Regions from separate parts of the Anas platyrhynchos genome. Here region 2 is linked to region 1. The links are chromatin contacts, called in public Hi-C maps. All regions are on one chromosome and are shown on one strand. The core of a region is the stretch at or near the end of the contact, and the rest is flanking DNA. Distances in the headings are between cores, read along the strand shown.

Region 1 (2,700 bases), core at 53-2,552:
CTAGCTGTAAAGGGTATTGTGAAGGGTTAAGTGGCATAAGAAATTCTCCATCTCAAAATGAGTGGATAGATCACTGATACATAATTGCACCTTGCATTATAATCAAGAGGGTCTACATCTCCCCAAATCAATGGATACGCCTATCACCTTGTCAAAGTAATGACTTAAGTGTGTGTGTCCATGTCAGTGGTTGTCTAATAGATTTAGTTGTGTTTTCCATTTGTGTGCACGTGGCCAGTCTAATCAGTGGCAAAACATTTTACCACAGATCTGAAGGAAGGAAAAAAAGACGCCGAACAGACCAGGGGACCCCAGCCAAACTTTGGTCAGAAAACACTCCCCCTTCAAGGCTCTATGAGGCAGCCTACACTGTTCAACAGCAGCAACCAAGGCAGCAGCCGGACCCATGCACTGCAGAGCTGCCCCCAGCTCCCCAAAGCCATGGGCCCCTGCCTTGCCTCGCCCGGGCACAGCTGCCCTTCCTTTGGGTTCACCACAAGCCCTTTCCCTCACACAGCCCGCTGATCTGCCCAAAGTGACCATGTTGGCAGTGAAAAGGGACGTATAAAAGTGCAGGGACATTTGAAAAGATGCATTGAGCTGCTGAATTCCTTCTTAGACTTGCTCATGAGCCCCTAGGTATGCTGCTGTAGGATGCAGCAGAGTTGCTTCAGTTATCTGGGGTAACAAAGTCAGTGCTGACCAGATTGCAAAATACTCACAAATTTGTTTTTCTTATATTCACATTTCCCTCTTTTAATTTTTAAGCTAATGTTTTTGATCTGCTGAACTTTTGCCAAAACTCCTTGCTCTTTCTCCAAGCCCGGCAAGGAGATGACTTGACAATTTCCATGGAAATGATAGCAGCAAGCATCTAAAAACTTATTAAAAAGGCATTGTGGCTGCCCTTGGAAGGGAAAAAAAAAATAAAAAAAAGAGTCACTGAAGGAAAGCCGTCGCTGCCTGGCAGCAGCCACCAGCCAGCAGTGCCCTTTCGGCTCAGGCGCACAGAGGCGTTTCATTCCTCCTCGCACCCGACATTTCGCCGCCATCCTATCGGCGCCTGCAGCCTCGCCGTGGCCGTGCCCTGGCGGCCGGCCGAGTGCCTGGCTCCACGCTGGGATTACCCGGCTGAAAATTGCCCTCACTCCTCCCCAGCCCGCGGTCAGCGCCACGCTCTGAGGCGCCCCTCAGCCCCGCCACCCGGCCCCGCCGCCATTTTCCCTCGCCGGGCTCCCCCTGCCGCCGGGCTCGGCTCAGCCCCGCCGGGCTGCTCCGAAATGGCCACCAGGGGTCGCCCTGCGGCAGCGAGAGGCGGCGGGAGGCTGGCGGTGCCCTGAGGGCCCGGCAGGACGAGGGCAGCCGGTGGCAGACCCTGTCTTTGCCTCAAGCCCACCGCCTTCCCTCACACCCACAGCTTTCCCCTCACGTTAGCCAGCCCCTGACATATCCGCTGTTGTCTGCCAAGAGATGCAGACCCTCCTGCCCTGGTCTCCTCTCTGTAAGAAGCATTTGAGGAAAGACCTTAAAGAGAGTGCTCAGGGACAGGAGGGCGTTTGGTAGGGCAGATACAAAACATTATGAAGCAACATCTCGGAGATTCAGGTGGCTTTCTTGTCAGCTTATCCCGATTTTTTGCTGTGATCACTCTTCCTCACGGAAAAGACCTAAATGAGTCAGTCAGTGCTTATTTATAGCTGCTGAATCAGTTTAGTGCATGTCATCTGCTGCCCGTACACTTGGACAAGCTGACTCAGTCGCTGCCAGTGGCATCACGGCCCTGTGGGCCCTCCTGCCTGAGGTTTTTGTACGAGATAAGCAGCAGATGAGGTAAACCAGGCACAATAAAACTACAGGTTAGGTTGTGCAAGAAGCAGTCTTAAGAAAACTTTCCTTCCCTACCACAGCGAACAGATTGGTTGATACTATTCAAATAAATAAATAAATAAGCCACCTACATCTAAAATCCTATTAAAATAATATTAGGAAGTTCTCTTTGTTACTATTAGTTTACAGGTACCAAGCTTTTTCCCTCATTATCTAGTTATTTAACTTGCTCCAGGATGCAAAGTCAGTTGGTCACTGACGATGCATAAAAAGAGCTAGAATCCTTGTCACGCTTGCTGTTGAAATATCAATTAAAAATAACCCTCGTATCTACCCATATGATTATGAGAACCCAGAGGGAGGTTTTCTGATGAAAATGCTTCAGTGTTCCCTTAAGGGGAAAAAAATAAATAAATAAAAAATAGAGCATTCAGTAATAGTTAGGAGTTAATTAATCAGCCACAAGCTCTTGCAGAGGAGCAGAGTGTCTGAATTTGAAAATTTGATGTCACCTTGTAGACAAGCAATATTTTCCAAAGTCAGTTACGTGGTGCAGAAGATATTGAGATTAAATGAGCAGTGCAGAACATGAAAAACAAACCCATAATTATTAATAGATTCTTAAATTGGCAGGTGATAGATTTTTAAATTGTCCTTTCACCCTCTTGTGTAAGTCGGTTTGCCTCACATTGATAAATTAGCAGCAGCACTGTGCTGAGCCTGTTTCCACTGGACGCTTCTCATTACCATTCAGGGGTTTTGCTGGCTCATCAGTGCCTCGTGGACAGCATTTCAATTGCTGCAATGTGGCCCAGAAACAAGAGAAAGGATAGAAAACAGAGTCTATAAAAACCTTTTATTGAATTCTAAGAT
Region 2 (2,700 bases), core at 35-2,534, 38 kb after region 1:
CCCTTTACCAGAACAATTTATTCATGTGTAGCATTTATCAGTTTGTCCTGCTGATAAACCTGACCTTCACCTCTTCTGTGGTGTTTACTCTCCTGAGAGCAGCTGGCCACTTTCTCAAACTTAGTTTTTGAGGGCACAGTGTAGGGCAATGTTCTCTGCATGTAGCTTAAAGTATTTAAACTGTCTAATTTTGGAGCTTTGTTAGAACTTAGGCTGAATGGCTGGAGATACCCACCTCTTTCCATCAGCTGCAGGAGTCCCAGGTGACATAGCTGTGAAGTTTCTGAGGATGGGGAGTACAAATCCAGGCTTTAATGCTGTTGTTCTTTATCTCTTGACATCTTTCTCTGCACAGGTTCTGATGAGAATTTATCTTTCATGGTTAAAACACAGTATTCCAGTATTCCCGATAAAGTCTCATCACTGTCATCAGTAGCTTTCATACTTCTATGTCAGTCAGAAATACCCTGAAAGAGTTGCCAGCATGTTAACTTTTAACAGGCCTGAATTCTGCACTGTTTCCCTCCTCACCACTTACAGTTCATTAACTCTCTAGTTTAGACTTGAAATTCACGTTAGTCTGAAGTCCATGATGTTTCACTTCAGATTATTAAATTTTTAAATTATTACTTTATTTCTGTCAGCCCAGATCTTAAAGTGAGTTCTTCTTGGGCAATATTTTCAATCTTGTCTATAAAGAAATCACCTGCCACTTCACACGGCAATTTTACGTTTCATTAACACCCTCTTGGTTTTTGTGTCCTTGCCATCCGTGGCAGCAGTGGTCTGCCAGCTCCCAAGAACAAGAAATTCCTGTCAGAAGCTCTCGCTCTGTGCTGAACAGTCACCCACTTGTTGCCTATACGTTTGCCACGCTGCCCAAATAGCAAACATCAGAAGGTATAATTTCTTAATCATAAAGCTGTTCTTGGAACAGAGGGAAATGTGACAATAAAACTGTTATCAGCTCTTAGGAAATCACAGCCCTATTAGCATTCAGTCAGAGGAAACTGCTGCTTATTTGAAAGATGATTATTTGATTGCTGCTTATTTGCAAGGTGATTTCTCACTGCAAGTTGCACCGAAGCTGCTAGGATCTGCCAAAGCCCATGCTCCACGGTCTCAATAACATTCAGACCTCGTACTTCTCTTTACACCAAAACTGGAAATATGAAGTGTGGTTAACTGGTGGAGGGGAAAGATTGTTTCAGCTGCTGGTTTACAGTGCGGTGGTTGAGCAAGATAGGGTGAGGAGTGATAAAGGTCATTTCCAAGAAAGGGAGAGTTGATGTTTTTCTGTAGTATCAAGAGGGGTGGTAGACACACGGCTTTTAGTCTACCGAAGTCCAAGGAATGATCAGATTGTACACCCTGTGGGGCCTCAAAGTCCTGTCATACCCCAGATACTTTTGCATCCCTGCATTCCTGTTCCCCACAGGATGACCAAGTGCTCCCTTTCCATCTCTCAAGGGATCTTCATGATGCTGGAAGATTTATGTTTATACTTACATTTCGAGGGGTGCACATTCCAGCTACTGGTGAAGCTGCTGGACATGCTAAATAGAAGCTCCGACTGTCACTCTCTGGTGATTGTTCTCAACATCAGGCATTTTCTGCCTGAGGATGTTTGTAACATTCCTCCAATATTCTAGAAATGACTGAATGCGATGTAGTAAAGTTATCGCATTACAGGTGAGCATGAACAAACTGACGTGGGCATGACGTTATGTGCGGGCCCTGACTTCAGTGCCCAAAGGTGAGGACACATTCCTGGATGCAAAAGCTGCTTTAACCTTCCAGGCAGTGATGAATAAAATGTAATAAAGCAAATTGCTAGTGCTTGGTCAGCATTTAATCAATAGGGAGCTACACAGAGTGGCTTTTGCACTACTGGGAAACACATACACATTGTAGAGGAACTGGATGGCCCTTTCTGGAAGAAAACAGAGAAAAGCAGGTGTAAGTGGAGCAGAAAAACAATGCAACCCCTACAGAAATGTCTCATGCAATCTGTGGAGCACAGGGAATGTATAGGGCAATAAAGTTTAGGATTTCCAGGTACCGTCAATGCCAGCCAAGAATAATGACTCATTCAAGAGTGTGTAAGAGGTGCACTTTGAAAATAAGAATGTGGGCAAACAGGTACTGGCACGGCAATGCACACAACAGTTTGTTTAAACACTATCTTTCCTAACCAGCTGCTCGCTGACACGTGACAAGCCACGGACCTTTGCCAGGCCCCATGGCCTGCGTCTCCTGGCCCGGCCCCTTGCTGTGAAACCCTCCTCAGCTCCCAGCCAGGCTTCCTGATACTGCAACAGGCCCAGCACAAGGACCTTAAGAGAGAAAGAGGAAGAAGGAATTATTATTTGAAAAAAAAAAAAAAAAAAAAAGAAGAAGAGAGAACTGTGTGTCATGCAACAGTTTCATGCTGAGCGTGTGGATGACTAAGCCTCCACGCTGGAGATCCCCCAGCTCACTTCCTCACGCACGGCCCAGCCCACTGAAAATACTGCCTGCGTAGCCATTGAAAATGGCATCCCTCACGCAGGAGGCAGAGGCCCCTCTGTGGTCCCCACGCTGTCACCTTGGACAGCCACAGGCAGCAGGAGCGGGCATGGCACCACATTCCTGGGAGGCTTCTGGGCCCCGTAAGCGTGCGTCTGACGGGAGCTGCCATGGAGGTTGTAGCAGAGACGC

Evidence for each region. A called contact is a pair of places that touch in the nucleus more often than the background predicts.
Region 2: a Hi-C map of subcutaneous adipose tissue shows a contact between it and region 1, with 3 times the contacts expected there. The contact joins two enhancer-like sites. A contact is called at or near these places in 5 of 8 Hi-C or Micro-C datasets (F5 follicle, liver, skeletal muscle and 1 more).

Annotation. Positions count from the first base shown.
Region 1 is chr1:28,565,874-28,568,573 of IASCAAS_PekinDuck_T2T, forward strand. No RefSeq gene overlaps it. Among named protein-coding and RNA genes, the nearest start is that of LSMEM1, 18 kb to the right of the region's middle. Within about 2 kb of position 1,303, at least 6 of the 8 cell types and tissues checked have an H3K27ac peak or open chromatin away from gene starts, as enhancers often do. A contact at or near this core is called in subcutaneous adipose tissue, where this site is marked.
Region 2 is chr1:28,604,252-28,606,951 of IASCAAS_PekinDuck_T2T, forward strand. LOC106014344 (a long non-coding RNA gene) reads right to left here. Exons shown (of 3, transcript XR_011807019.1): 2 at 236-2,700. Among named protein-coding and RNA genes, the nearest start is that of IFRD1, 7.6 kb to the left of the region's middle. Within about 2 kb of position 1,285, at least 7 of the 8 cell types and tissues checked have an H3K27ac peak or open chromatin away from gene starts, as enhancers often do. A contact at or near this core is called in subcutaneous adipose tissue, where this site is marked.